2 separate regions of the Mus musculus genome follow, and region 1 is linked to region 2. The links are chromatin contacts, called in public HiChIP or PLAC-seq maps. All regions are on one chromosome and are shown on one strand. The core of a region is the stretch at or near the end of the contact, and the rest is flanking DNA. Distances in the headings are between cores, read along the strand shown. Region 1 overlaps Phactr2 (phosphatase and actin regulator 2). Region 2 overlaps Plagl1 (pleiomorphic adenoma gene-like 1).

Region 1 (7,520 bases), core at 3,603-6,102, 300 kb before region 2:
GAGACCGGGTCATGTGATAAAAGGAACCTAGTGACAGAACTCAAGCACACATAAAAAGTAACGTTAGGTGACAGGGAAAGAATGTCCCTGACCCCAGCCTTCTGGAAATGTTGAAAGCCTGCTTAGTCCTTCCTAGATAAATGATGTCCACTTCTAAAGACTTGTACATTTTAACTAAATTGAGCACAATACTTAAATATTTAATTAATAGTTATGTCATCCATGTCAGGACTAAGACCTGGCACTGGAACCTTGTACTCAGGAGGCTGAGTGGGAACCACAGATGTAGGTGTGGATGTGCATGTAGACGTAGACGTAGACGTAGACGTAGACGTAGACGTAGACGTAGACGTAGACGTAGACGTAGACGTAGACGTAGACGTAGACGTAGAAAGGAAGGTGATGGCTGCCAAGCTAAGAAGTCACTGTGGGGCAGCCAGTCTGTTTGCAGTGCAGGATCCCAGCTCCTTGGGTGAGATTGGGAGCTGACCTTTCACTGCTTGGGGAATATCATCTTTGGCCCTGTGTAGCTCTCAGTTAAAAGGAGACATTGAGGTACCAGACTGAACAAGGACCATACACCAGAAATAGGAAATACGGGTGACTGTTGGTGTTAGGATTAAGGAGTAAAGCAAGCAGACTCAGGAGGAGAGCTGAGGGTCTCACTCCAAAAGGCAGCGTACCAGGGCCTGGATGGTCCGGGAACATGGACAAGTCTGAGGGTGTCATCCTGAGATGCCTGACCTGACAAAACTAAAGAGCACCCTAAAAGTAGCTGTAGGGAGATAGGGATATCCCATTAGTTACCACCGAGGAACACTTTAAAAGGTGTTCAAAAAAATCACAGGGCAGTGAGTTCACTAAATGGGAGATTTTATCCCCCAAGACTCCCAAAAGGACACAGAAGAATGAGACGTCTTAGGTAATTTCTGTTTGAGATTACATTTGTCCTACCATCCACATAGTGTTGAACGTTGAAACGGGACATGGATGGGTCCAGCAGCAGGAGATTTGAAGCTAAGGTCCTCAGTAGTAATTCATGGCAAAGGCATACTTTTGTCTCTTCTTTAAAATAGAACATAAATCTAGGAAACACGTTATCATGTGTTTGGATGAGACCTCAGCCTTCTACATCATATTAAATGGAAAAGAAATTGTTTTTTGGTTTTTTTTTTTTAATCTGAGCAATTAAGATGTTTGTCACTGTAGAGTCACGTTTCCTCCTAATTAGCCAGCCAGCTCAGCTAATTGCCTCTCCTGGTTCACATCATCCGAGTGAAGACAATCATGTCTTTGCCACGAAGGAAAGACGTGATGATTATGCTAAAGTTTAAATCAAATTACTTGGAGCAGGGAGGAAATAAGGGAGGGAGGAAGGGAGGGGGGGAGGGAGGGAGGAAGGGAGGGAGGGAGGAAGGGAGGGAGAGAGAGGGAGGGAGGAAGGGAGGGAGAGAGGGAGGGAGAAAACACATGAGCTGTAACAGGCTCAGCCCTGTTCTATATCATTTGAGTTTTCATCTTGTTTCTCTAAAGAAACCATCATGCTTTTATTTGGGGCAGTGAAATATGATACTGACATCTTAGAAGCATTTATAGACTGCATCAAATCATTCAGATCAGTCTGCAACTTGTTTCTGTCCATAGAATCATAGGGTGATATTAGACAAAATTTCTTCCAAGTTTATACCAATACAAACTGCTCCCTTTAATTAATCTCTCCACGCTATCAAAGTATTTTTGAAAGCAATTTATTAAGCAACAATTGTACCTACATTCTCTGAAATTTTCATGTAACACTAGATTAAAAAATAAATATGGATTTAGTCAGAAAAAAACACTTTGATGTCTTTTAATGGACATGTTCAATGAGCTGATGAGATATTGGAACAAACAGAGAATTTTCTTAGCATTGTGCATTTGTCTCTGGTGCTGGGCTTAAGTCCCAAAGGCCCGTGCATGCTAGGCAAGCTCTCTACCTCTGAGCTCCATCTCTACCCAGCCTTTTCATCCGGCCCTAAAGAACTCCATCTTCAGGGTTACTGAAAGTAAAGTTTAGCCCCACAGTCAGCACAAATTCTAAACGTTACTGGCAGAGAACAATCTTGGGAAGGTTTTTTCGTACTTAAGATAATTGATCCTATACATGGATAGAGTTACAAGATCCCAGTTTAGAAGGTTTCTGGCATTGACAAATGTGGAAAGATATTCCCAGTTATAAACTGATACTTAGCAAAATTGTCCATAGAAATATGTACACCTACAAGTGCTCAAAGTTATAATCCAGGCACAATATACCTCATTAACCTAGTGACTCAGTCGTCTTCGCGTATTTTAAGATAGTTTGTTCTTAGAAAATGGAACCATTTTTTTTTCTTTTTTTGCCGAGGCTCTCTCTCTTCTCTCTTCTCTCTCTCTCTCTCTCTCTCTCTCTCTCCCTCTCTCTCTCTCTCTCTCCCTCTCTCTCTCTCTCTCTCTCTTTTCTCTCTCCTCTCTCCTCTTTCTTCTTCTTTACATCCAATTACATCCAAATAGGGAAATGTCATTAAAGTTGATGGGTTGAGGGATCAACAGAGAGGGAGAGAGAGAGAGGAAAGGAAGATAAAAAACATGAAGGATATTTTAAAAGGTCACAGGAAACATTTTATAAACTTACACACACACACACACACACACACACACACACACACACATATATATATAACACATGTATATAATTTAAATGGAATTATGCCCCACAGGTGATAATTCTCCCCTCAAGAGCTATAGACCAAGTAACAAAAACCCCAGTACCAGGTATGAACAAAGCATTCAAACTGTTAGTTGTTAGTTAGGGGCTCTGAGAGACTTCGAAATGTAGACTACTGCCATTGCTTTTGGATGACACCCAAAGCTTGAAGACAAGGCCAGATTGATGAAGACACCACACTTGCTACAGAACTGAGCTGGACTTGTTCTGGAAGCCTGCTCTCTGAGCACTAGATCTTACAACGTTGGAAGGGACTGTGTGAGCTGCCAAGGGACAAAAGCAATTGATAGTCCTACCCAGCTTTAAATCTTTCAAATCACAGCAAACTGGCTTAGCACATGGGGTGCCTAACGCAGGAAAAATCCATCTACAACTACAACATAACCCTTATACCTAAGGATCAGTAAAAATCTTGGAAGAGGGGTAGGAAGATTTTAAGACCAGGGGACCATGACACCTGCTCTAGACATGACAGGGAGGCTACACTCATGAAACCCCAACAATATGACTGCCTAAATAAGACACAGTAAGTAAGTAAGACAGACAGGCAGACAGACAGACAGACATGACTGCCTACGTAATGATAGCACCAGTTGGTGTGCCAGTGTGGATGGGGGAAATGTCATAAACTCATCTGCAGAGGAAGAGCTACAGGCATTCATTCACTGGCTGCAGAGAGGGAGAATTTAGTTTCTTCATCGTTGGGCCCCCGATCAATTATCCAAACTCAAGTGATCATCGCTAAAGATATACATACAAACAACACCAAAGGGATTCAGTAAGTCTCTCTCTCTCTCTCTCTCTCTCTCTCTCTCTCTCTCTCTCTCTCTCTCGTGTGTGTGTGTGTCTGTGTGTGTGTGTGTGTGTGTGTGTGTGTGTGTGTGTGGTTTGTGTGAGAGACGGGCAGGGGGAGAGGGAGACAATAATTAAAGAAGAGATAATGAAGTTATAAATTTGAGAGGGAGTGGGGAGCCAGGAAGTAGTTAACACAAAGAGAGGGAATGTAAATACAGCATCCAAGCATCTCAAAAACGATACGAGAACACAAACAAGTTGATAGCCACATCCTTCAAAGCAGGAAAAATATGTGTTTAGAAAGGGAAAAAAACTCTGACTTTCTGAAACCGGTATAAGAAGACATTTTTTTAAATGCTGAGAATCCTAACTATAATTAATCTGAATCCAAGATCAAAATGTCTCACAAGTTAGACTTTCTTTTAGTAATAATTTGAACTCAGCATTGAAGGTGCTCCCGTTGTTTTAATGTGATAGTTTGCTGGTACTGTCAAAGCATAAACCGCGGGCTCTGTGGCTTCAATGGTAGAGATTTGTTTTCTCACAGACCTGAGATTAGGAGGCTTGTGATAAACATGTTCACAAGAGTCCTTTCTTCTAAGATCTCTCTCCCTGGTTTGTAGATGGCAGTACTGTCTATGGTCTTTTCTTTATGTGTTCGTCCCTAGTGTCTCTTTCTGAATACAAATTTGAACAGGGACACCAATCAGACTGAATTAGAGCCTGCCCTAATAACATCATTTAATTTGATCATCTCTTTAAGGGCCTTCTCTAAATACAGTCACATCTGAGGAATTTAAAGATATGAATTGGACATTGGAGACATCGTTCAGCCCAACATACTGTGTTTGACAAAATATTTAACATCACTGAACATAACCAAACACATTCCAGATCATTCTAAAATGGAGCAAAGATGGTCTGAAAGGAGCGCATAGCAAATCACCTCTCAGTTGCAAAAGTAGGTGGAAAATTCCTAAACAAAATACATTGAAAAATGGTAGTGATCAAGCTAAGGTTGAGTTTATTACAGAATGTTGCAGTCATTAAACCTCTGTGCTCAGCAATTAAAATCTGTGGTGGCAGGGCTTTCAAAGGCAGTCCTGGTTCAGGGTGATTAAACAAAAGACATTTATGTGAAAGTAGATTTGATTTTCTCAAGAGCTGGAAGTCTGAGTGGCCTCATATTCATTAAAACCCACAGGTCCTTTTGAGAAGTAGAGGTTTTACGTTGCCCCTGCTCTTGCCTTTGTCTTGCGCTCATTAAAACTTCTCATGTGCTACAGATGCCTTTGAGGAACTCCCCACCAAAGCTGAAGCTCCTACATTCATAAAAGCATCCCGAGCTTCCCACACAGCCTAATGAGCCCCTGGCTGCATTGTTCAGAGGAGAAAGCCAGTCTGTGACTTCGGTGTGCTTGTGGAGCAAATGTCTGTCAGCCTGTGGCTGCTTAAGTCTCATATTTTAAGACACTAATGGAGAGGAACGTAGCATTTCACCTCTCCCATGTTATTTACGTGCTGTGATATAAAAACCAGTGTTAGGAAGCTAATTACAGCATCCTCGGTTGCACAGTACATGGGCATTTGTGAGTGTGAGTGGGTGCTGCTGCAGAGGAGAAAGAGAGCAATGAGACTCAGTGAGCCTTTTAAGCTTAGATATCATTTTCAGAGTTCGATATCTAGCTATTATCCTTATCATCTATCATATGCTTACCTGCCTATTTATCCATCTATCACACACCATCTATCTACCTATCTCTCTGTCTGTCTATATGTCTGTCTGTCTGTCTGTCTGTCTATTTGTCTATTATTTATCCATTCATTCATCCATTCACTCGCCTAGCATCTGTCTGCCCATAGGGACAAACTGTCTTAAACACACGAGCCTTTAAAGAAAGGACAAGCTGTATGCCCTACTAGCTGAGGTTACCATGGTTTTTAAAAATGTCAGATCACTAGCAGGGTCTCTTATGATGTACATGTGTCTCTCCCCACAATCCATGGCAACCCTGCCTGTGCTGCCTGCCCGAAATATTAGCAGACTTTTCACCTGTTGCATTTGTGCCTGTGACACTTTCTTTAGCCCAGATATCAGGGGCTTCAGTATTCACTTCTGCAGACAAGAATAACAGGGTGGAGTGTGCCGGCAAGTCCTGCCATGTTCTAAGCTGAAATGGAGGTGTATCTTTAATGAGAAGGTAGAATGTATGGAGATGAGCAGGTGATAACTTAGCCTTTATTTCTATGTAACGGATGTGAGCCTTGGTTGCACACTTGCCCCACACATTAAAGAGCTGGGATGACTCTCTGGGTATGATCTCCTGCATTGTTTGTTCTCTAGAACCTTACCCAACTCCCGAGGAAGCCACACTTAAAGAAAGCAAGCACACATTCACTGAGTGTTTTACACCCAACATCGTCATGCAGACTGGACTGTCAGACATAGTATTCCAGAGGACGCTGTTCATAAGGACCAGCCCTCAGCAGGTTGATTCCCTGAAGTGGCCACCCACCTGCCTTCTTAGGACTGGTTTGTGCCTTTGGGCTATCCTTGACATAGCGCCCTCCTTTCTATCCAACTTGTCTCTGAAGCCTGCCTGCTGTCTTTAGAGTTTCCAATTCATTGCCTATATTGTACAAGAAAGCTGTTTGTAAGAGTCACTAACTCATGAGATTTATCTATTTGAGAAAAGAAACTGTGTCTCTCGTGTATGTTCAGTGAATAGACATATTCATTCCATTCATATTATCATCCATATATTCATTTATATTGATCACCTGCTAAATGACAGATACGTGTTAGATCCTGGGGAAAGTCCATGGTGGTCGCTTTCTCTCAGGTAACCCTGGAGGTGATGCAGCCATTCAGTTTGTTGCACTTCCTGGCATTTAAGTAGCCAGAAAAATGTGATCTTCAGGAGGGAAAAGATGTCTAACTTTCCAGAAAGAGAAGGCAGCCAGGTTGAACTTGGAAGCAAAGGTTGATTGATAGATAAATGGTATCTACATTTCTTAGAGATTATTGACTCTTCTTCATTTCTGATTCAAATAAGCAAAGGGACTCTCAACTCAGCATTAACAGCAACTGTATTTAAAGGTTAGATGTATCTTTCTGTCTCAATTGCTGATCTGCTGCTGTGACAAAATACCTCACCAAAAGCAACCTCAGGAACTTGGCTCATAGTTCGAGGTACAGTACAACATGGTGGTAAAGCCAAGACAGCGGGAGCTTGAAATGTTTGATAATTGCTTATCTATCATGTCTATGTATAGATGTATGCATGTATGCATGCATGCATCTATCTGTCTATCTATCTATCTATCTGTCTGTCTATCTATCTATCTATCTTCTGTCTGTCTGTCTACCATCTATCTGCCCATTGCTTCACTTATCATCTGTAGAAACAAACTGTCTTAAGTTCAGAAACATTGCATCCACAATCAGGAACAAGAGGACAAGAGCTGTGCTCAGCTCACTTCTTCCTGTTATTATAGTCCAGTACCCAAGCCCAGGGGCGGGTGCCACTCACTTTTAAGCTGGGTCTTCATACCTCCAATACCCAATGAAGATGCTCTCTCACAAGCTTACGCAGTGGCTTATCTCTTAAGTGATTTGAGATCCTGACAAGTTGCAAATTCTTATTAACCACCTTACTTTCCGTGTACCTTTGCTTGTAAAAACCCAACACGGAAAAACTATATCTAAACAATATAATGCTAACTTAGTTTTACCTGTGGAAGACCTTGTCTACACTCAAATAAAAATAAATAAATTAAAAAACAAACCCTCCTGTAAATGCAAAACATTTCGATGTTTGTAAAATGATTCCTGCAATATGTGATTAAGTTCTTGCTAAATCATTGATCCGATCAAATTCCGAAAGCCCGTGAAGTGTTCACAGGGAGATTAAAAGTGTGGTGTCCTAGGAATTTCCCCCACATCAGCTCATTTCCAAATGCTGAAGTGGGGTCAGGG
Region 2 (7,119 bases), core at 4,027-6,526:
CTGCTAATTCTATTCCCCCATTAAAGTTTGATGTGCTTAAAATAGACTGTCTACTATCTAGAAAACCATCAACAATTGCAACAGAGTCGAAGGACAATGGTCCTGAAGAGAGTCAATCTGTCCTGTCTCTGGACATACAAACTGCATTAGAATCTCACACACACATAGTACTACTATTTCAACACCTGTTGCCCTGGAAAGATAGTAAGTCTTCCTCCCCAGCCCCGGCCCAAAGTCTCAGGATTTCATTTTCAGTGTCCCCCCATTCTAAAAATACTGAGTGAGTGATAGAGATCTGCCAAAGACCTTGAGCCATCTGCTTCATTCTGCTCATGGTGATTATTTTAGGGATGGGAGGAGATCAGGCTAGAATAAGAAACATATATATATATATATATATATATATATATATATATATATATATATATATATATATATATATATTTTACACACACAGGGTAACAGCCAGGAAGACTGTCCTCCCTGGGGGGTAGAGGTATGCAACTGTAAAGCAAGAGGTCAGAGCACAGATGGAGACCCAGGACTTCCCCAGTGCTACAAAACACAATCATCTAATGGGGAACAACTGTTTTACAGCATTCTCAAAATAAACCAGGACTTCTGCCTCCTGTTTCCATTGTCCCCAGTAACACAAAGTGAGGCCCACAAGTGAGGAAATGGGATTTCCATTTTGGTCTTCCAAGATGGATATTCTAAGTGGCTTGGGTCTTTGGGGGTGGGGGTAGGGTTGCTTTTGAGCACTACTATGCTACGGCTTAGAGGATAAAAGGTTCTGAGCCATGATTTCTCTCTCACATTTTTAAGGGGTTCTAAATTCAAAAAGAGTTTAAAGGGCATCCCGAGGTAAGAAACAAGAGAGAACCCCTTCTGGGAGCGGTCATCCCACTTAAATGCTTACAATGAACTATCTCCTAATCCGTGTGCTACGTATCATTTGCCTATGCTTCATCAGATGAAAACGGAAGGTTCTATGACAATGTTTCTTGGACAATTTAAGCAGCAAACAATCTATACAAGTTGATCTCAAGTGTGTGTACAGGTGATAATTTAATAGGTCCTGTCCCAGAATTCAGGCTGCTCACCAGTGGCAAGGGTTCATTTGTAAGCCTATTTTAGTCTTCTGTTAAGTATATAACGCTTACTACTAAGATGTTAGTGCTAAAATCCCCTGACATTTGAGCTGACACATCACTTAAAAGACACTTGCCTGCGATGAACTCGTAAATTGGCTCTACAAGGCCTGTCACTCTGCCATGTCTACAGACCTCTCTCCCATGGCCACCCAAAGGCAACCAAGGCCAAAGATCAGTCCACTGGGTTATTTCCTTAATGTGCAACATTCTCTTGTAGCAAATGTGTTTCCAGTCCTGGAACGTGGACAATCCTCTATCTGCCCTGCAGACTCCTGTTTCCTTCTCTCCCCCAGATGGAGTCATAAAGATGGAGTCCCACACTGTGGGGTTTACTCAGCAGGTTGGCAGACACTCCCCACCTACATCTGTCTGGAAATCTTTCACTTAAATTCACATACATTGGTGGGAACAGCTCCACTATCACCCCTGGGACAGTCTCCCCACAGCCAGCTGAATAATCAGGTTTGCTGCCTGTGGACTCTTTTCAACTGTCATTAATTGTTAAGCCAGTGACTAGAGTTCTTACTCTCTTAGAAAGGGGGCCCATACTAAGAAAGCCAAAGGGAAGTTTTTCAATCTAATATTCAAGGTTAAAATGCAGGGATTAATAGAACTGATTGAACCAAGCTTCAGGACACCAAGTACAGACCAGACCTATACATTTTCAAAGGAACAACTGTTTTCAGTTCACAAACACGGTGACTATGATCAATTCAAGATGGGGACTGACTTCACGAAAGTTACTCTGCCTACTCTTGAAACTCTACTAAGGACAAAGTCACAAGGGTCCAAATGTGTTACTGGAGGCCCATGTTGATGTCCCTTCCCTAAACAACAAGGCTTCCAATTGGTTTTCTTTTGCTTTTGGTTTTTATGAACCACCACTCACTGTAAAGGTCTAAGAGAGAGTGATGGGTAGGGCCAGAAATATATAGACCAGTTAGGTTTCTGCCCTGCCTCTAAAGACAGAATTGGCTCCAATACCACTGGGCGAGCAGGCTACTTAGATTAGTAACTGGGCCAGTGCAAAGAGCACATGGTGTTAGTAAGGAAAGGGTCCAGAGAAAAACCCTGCAAAGAACAGGAGTTAATCTTTCTGGTTTAGGTCTCAGATTCTTTTTTCTTAATGGGGCTCGGGACACCAAGGAGACTGAAGTACTAAGTTGCTGGTGTCGTCTGCCTCACTATGGAAGAGATGGGACACATCTCAACTCTCCTTGGGTGGTCTGGGATTCTGTCTCAAAGCTCATCACATGAGCACACTAACTCATCAATGTTTCTCTTCCCTGGGGTAAACTGATGAAGTTCACCAGCCCTGGGGTCCACACAAGTTTGTTTTCTTTGAGGCAGGCAGAAGCCAGACTATGCCTTCCCCTTAGCTATCTATTTAGGGCTGTAGAGAAGGAAGCAGGCCTATGGGAAGATGAAGATCCCAGAGCCCCAAAGACAGAAGTCTCTTCCCATAAATTCCCCAGCCCTGACATTGCAGGATTAGGCTATAGTAAGAAAAATCAGCAAATGAGAATTAAGTCTCAATTTACAAAAACTTATTAAAATGCATCTAAGTAACTTGTGCACAGTGGAAGTATAAAGGAGACCCAAACAGCTTAAAAATGACCATCTTTGGTTGTCCCATCCACTGGCAAAGTATAAACTTTTTACAGAAGGGATTTTTCTTTGTTATGGTTTGTTTAACCCTCGTGTGCTAATCCTGGATTTGAATTTGTACAAATGGGTACCTGGGTGTATGTGCACACAGGTTAAGAAACCAGAAAGCAGAGCATGAGAAGAAAACAGGAGATGGGGGTGGGCAGAAAGAAGAGAATATAATGGAATTGCATGGCAGGAGATGCAGGAGGGGCTGCCGGATGCATGGGGTGGGGGGCAGGAGGAAGGAGAAGGGAGGGGGGAGAGGGGAGGAAGACACACTAACTAGTAAGAACAAAAGTACACATAAAAATGTCACAGTGACTACTTTATATGCTGCCTTTACAAACTAATAAAAGTTTTTATCTAGAGGGCTGAAGATACCATCAACCCACTAATCACGGAGTTTATACCCAGGAAGAGAGAAAGGAGGAAGAGGGAACAATAGCTGGAGAAGGCTGGCAAAACCACCTCAGCTGGAATGGGAAGTATAGGAACCTCAAAGTGCCACAGAGGAAGGAGCTGTGCAGGCACAGCTGGGGTGGGGTGGGGGGGGGGGTGTCAGGGGGCAGAGCGTAGGGCCTATCACCACACAAGTGTCCTCTGTCACAGGTTTGTACTCCCTCCCCCAACACCATCACCAACCCCCTTCTCCTCCTACAGAGTGGACTTGGGAGGTGGGTAGGGGAAAGAAGGGTCTGGAGTGACTCCATTCTGACAGTCTCACAGGCTTCTGAGGGATGAGAGGGAGATGGGAGAAGAGAACCCATGAAAGGCTAGTTATCTTTGCAGACCCTTGTTCTGCCACTCGGCATCCATCACACGTGGAAGAAAAGGACAACTGTCATCTCAAGGGGAGCCCAACGGATAGGCCCACCCAGAAACTACAAATGTTGAGTCCCAGACTGGCTCGGAAGCTGGGATGGTTCATCTTTGTTTTAAGATGACTATTTCTTGGTGGACACTGGGTAGCCCTGTGTGAGATGAGTGGCGGAGAGGCAGCCTGACAAGCCAGACAAAAGCCTTTGCAATTAGGAGCACATATTCTAACGTCAAAGTCAGGGGTGGAGACTGCTCCTTTGTGACAGATGAGAACATATTCCCCACTCCACCCTCCCTGTAAATCCCTGCTGGCTGGCCTTTAGACCTCTGTAGGGCCACCATTCTATAGCTGATAGGCGATCGCTTCCCTTGCGATTCTCAGAATAGGGCATGGGCAACCAGAACTCTAATTAGCAGCATGTCCTTTTGTCCCAATAAAACCATCGTTCGGGGACAGAAAAGAAAGCCTGGGTCCTTTCTAGGAAGTGAGGGGGTACAGGTTAATACTGAGAAAAACAAAAGCCATCTGGGTTACAATGAGGAGAGGAAGCTAGATCTATGAGTTAAGACTTGCAGGAAGAGACTTATAATCTATACTGTCCAGAGGGGATTCTCAAGGCTTGGGTGGGTTGGGTAGCCTCACACAGTGATTTCACAAGATAAACAGGAAAGGGCCAAGAATGTGGACACCTACACGTCTGTCAGATGGCCTGGATGATCTGAGGGTCTAATTTTTGATGCTGAGAATCTATAGAGCCTGAGTTCTGCTAGCTTCTGAGTAGACCGTTTATACACAAGGTAGACAAAAGGCAGGGGCTATGTGCTGTCAGCAGAGAGAGGGACAGAGAATGGTGACATGGAACCCAGGTTTTAGCCTATCTGGAGGCATGAGGTGAGAGAATGAGGGGAGAGAGAGAGAAGGTACAGATTAAACTGGAGGCCCTTCAGGCATATCAGAGCAGACTCAGGGAGCAGTAAGTGGTCTTTGGAGGTCAGGGCCTGGCAGCAGCAGACTGCCTAACAGAGAGGCCATCAGTCACCGCTCCCTCCTATAGGGAAGCTCCCAGTGACTCTTTCCACAGTGAGTCCAGGACTAAAATCACCACAGCACACATTTGACAGGCACTTAAAAAATGACAACCTGTGTGCTATTATTATTTTTTTTTAAAGCTCAATCAATGGATGGCTATCCAGAACCTAGACTCTGTGATTTGAAAAAGTGAACTTTCTGTATCTGCAAAGCAAACTGTTCGTGTAGAAAAATGAATGTGAAATGCAATAGTATTTCATTATCGCGCCTTTACAGTTCTTGTCTGATTCGTTTGTTGTTGTTGTTTTTTTTTTAACGCTAGTAAACATGTTATTGGGTTTCTGCTTGTCTTTTTTAACTGTTATGTAAAGAAAGGAGGGGACATTTCTAAGCTTCCACATGAGGGGAGGAATATAAGGGAATGAGGGAGAATGCTTAAAAGGAAAGAAACACTAATTAGGCAGCTCTCTCTCTCTCTCTCTCTCTCTCTCTCTCTCTGCCTTAAATCGCCCCACCCCATCCCCCATTCATAGCTTTAGGTCCTTTGTGTAACAGACCATTACAATCATACGCACAGCACTGTTCAATGGGAGAGGAATGTGAACTCTCTAAGTAGACGTCCTGGCAATCCACATGTGTGGTCCCTCCCCCAACACAGTGGGGCCCCATCTGCCCTTCTGAGCTCCAAGCCTCCTACAGGGCAGGCAGCCAGCTTACAATAACCCCAACTTCCCATTGAGGCATACAGGCAGCCCCTTCCGGGGACCTATAGCCGCCTCCAAGCCTCTCTGCCCTTCCCCAGGTTGGTGCCCATCCTGGATGGGCCTGTCCCCTTTGACCCCCTTAAGACAGGTGTCTCCTAAGCCCTTTTCTTTCTTTAGCCTGTGAGCTCTCGCCTGAATGCTAGGCAGACACATTCCAGATCCCCCTGTTATCTGTCCTCTGAAGTCACATGTACTCTAAACAGAAGACACAAGTCAAAGATTCCTCTTCTCTAGCCTCCTCAAACAAGTTCTCCGGGCCTTTGTCCATTCTTGACAGATAATGGCTGACCCTTTTGGTATGAACTTTCTTGAAGTACCTTGGACCTCCATCACATCCCTGCATTCCTGAGTTTGCCATGTGCTTCCAAGCAACTTTGTTTTTTGAGGCTGTGTATCCCTGGCTGGCTTGGAACTCTGTAGGCTTTGTACTCATGGATTCCAATTGCTCTCTGCCTGCCAAGGGCTGGGATTAAACACATGTGCACCACCACGCCTGACCCAAGCACTTCTTATGAAGCATGTACAGAGAAGAATAATTCTTAAACTTCCGTACCTTCTGTGAGAGCAGGAAAGCCAGCTGTGAGGCAGATATTATGGAGTTCTGTAGAAGTCTGAAGACTCAAACCTGTGAGAAGAGACCTTGGACATCGTCAGAGAATGAAGCTAGAATATTCTCCCATGATTCTACCTCCCAGACCTTCTTTCGTGAGCATATGCCCCCTTTCTGCCCAGGTGTGGTATAAAAGAGGTTCCCTACTGCACCTCAATAGATGGTCTTTATTTAAAGTATATCCTTTGTCCTACATGCAACTGGATTAGAACTCTGAAGCTTCCCTTAGCTTTCTGACAGTGGGGGAAAAAAATGAAATTGCTTACACAAGATATTCAAAACAGCACTCGGAGGAAATGGTGTTTCTTTTAAAACAACAATATTAAAATGCCATAAAGCAGGTATGCAAATCTAGGCAGTAACAGCACTTGAAACAAAATTATGAATGGAAAGAAAGCAGCAACTGGGTGACATGCATTTGACAGTTTTGTGCAAGCATATAGATTTAGCAAATTTGCAGTGCAGAAAAGGCAGACATCTCTAAGTTGAATATGTAGATAAGTGGGTACTAAAATGACTGCATTAGAATTAGCAGGAAAGGTCTTTTGTTTGTTTTTTGTTTGTTTTGTTTTGTTTTGTTAATAGCAGATTCCAAGGCCACTTCACAAATCAGCACAGACTGAAACAACGTGATGGGAGCATGGAAAAATGTTTTCCCCTAGTGTTCAAGTGCCTGGATTTCATACCAACCATGGACCACTGAACGCTGACACATACTTAGAAACCTACACTATCCCTGTTCATCAATGCATCTGACCACTTGGCCTCTTTCAACTGAACACTATTCTGCCAAACTGATTTTCTTGCAGGTAGAGAGGATGCCTCAGGGTTTTTTTAACCACTATGAAGACAACTGATTTTGAGAGCCAGTTCTATCTCATCTAATGGTTTAGTCACAGGACCACCTGTTCACTTAATCTGATCAAAGAGGCTGTGTCTGTTTGTTTAGTATAGAAACATCCTTTTAAATGCAGCTTTCTTTAGACAAGTTTAAACAAACAAACAAACAAACAAAACAATTAAATACAGTCCAGAAAAAAACTGGAGGTGACCATGTACTTGTCTGAACCTGTTTGTTTTCTGTCTGGTCCT

The links. HiChIP or PLAC-seq counts read pairs in DNA pulled down with a chosen protein or histone mark.
Region 1: a contact with region 2 is called in an H3K4me3 HiChIP or PLAC-seq map of embryonic basal ganglia, with 3 times the contacts expected there. The contact joins two enhancer-like sites. A contact is called at or near these places in 2 of 484 Hi-C or Micro-C datasets (bone marrow-derived macrophages and stem cell-derived cardiac mesoderm), 13 of 115 datasets of contacts at active chromatin or transcription factors (the NIH/3T3 cell line, a beta-TC-6 cell line, cardiomyocytes and 8 more) and 3 of 9 other capture datasets (adipose tissue, embryonic stem cells and liver).

What each region holds. Positions count from the first base shown.
Region 1 is chr10:13,413,238-13,420,757 of GRCm38.p6, reverse strand. All of the region lies in intron 1 of Phactr2 (phosphatase and actin regulator 2), which reads left to right. Among named protein-coding and RNA genes, the nearest start is that of Phactr2, 57 kb to the left of the region's middle. Within about 2 kb of position 4,852, at least 14 of the 459 cell types and tissues checked have an H3K27ac peak or open chromatin away from gene starts, as enhancers often do. A contact at or near this core is called in embryonic basal ganglia, where this site is marked.
Region 2 is chr10:13,115,633-13,122,751 of GRCm38.p6, reverse strand. It overlaps Plagl1 (pleiomorphic adenoma gene-like 1), which reads right to left. Exons shown (of 6, transcript NM_009538.3): 4 at 5,971-6,056. Among named protein-coding and RNA genes, the nearest start is that of Hymai, 28 kb to the right of the region's middle. Within about 2 kb of position 5,276, at least 52 of the 459 cell types and tissues checked have an H3K27ac peak or open chromatin away from gene starts, as enhancers often do. A contact at or near this core is called in embryonic basal ganglia, where this site is marked.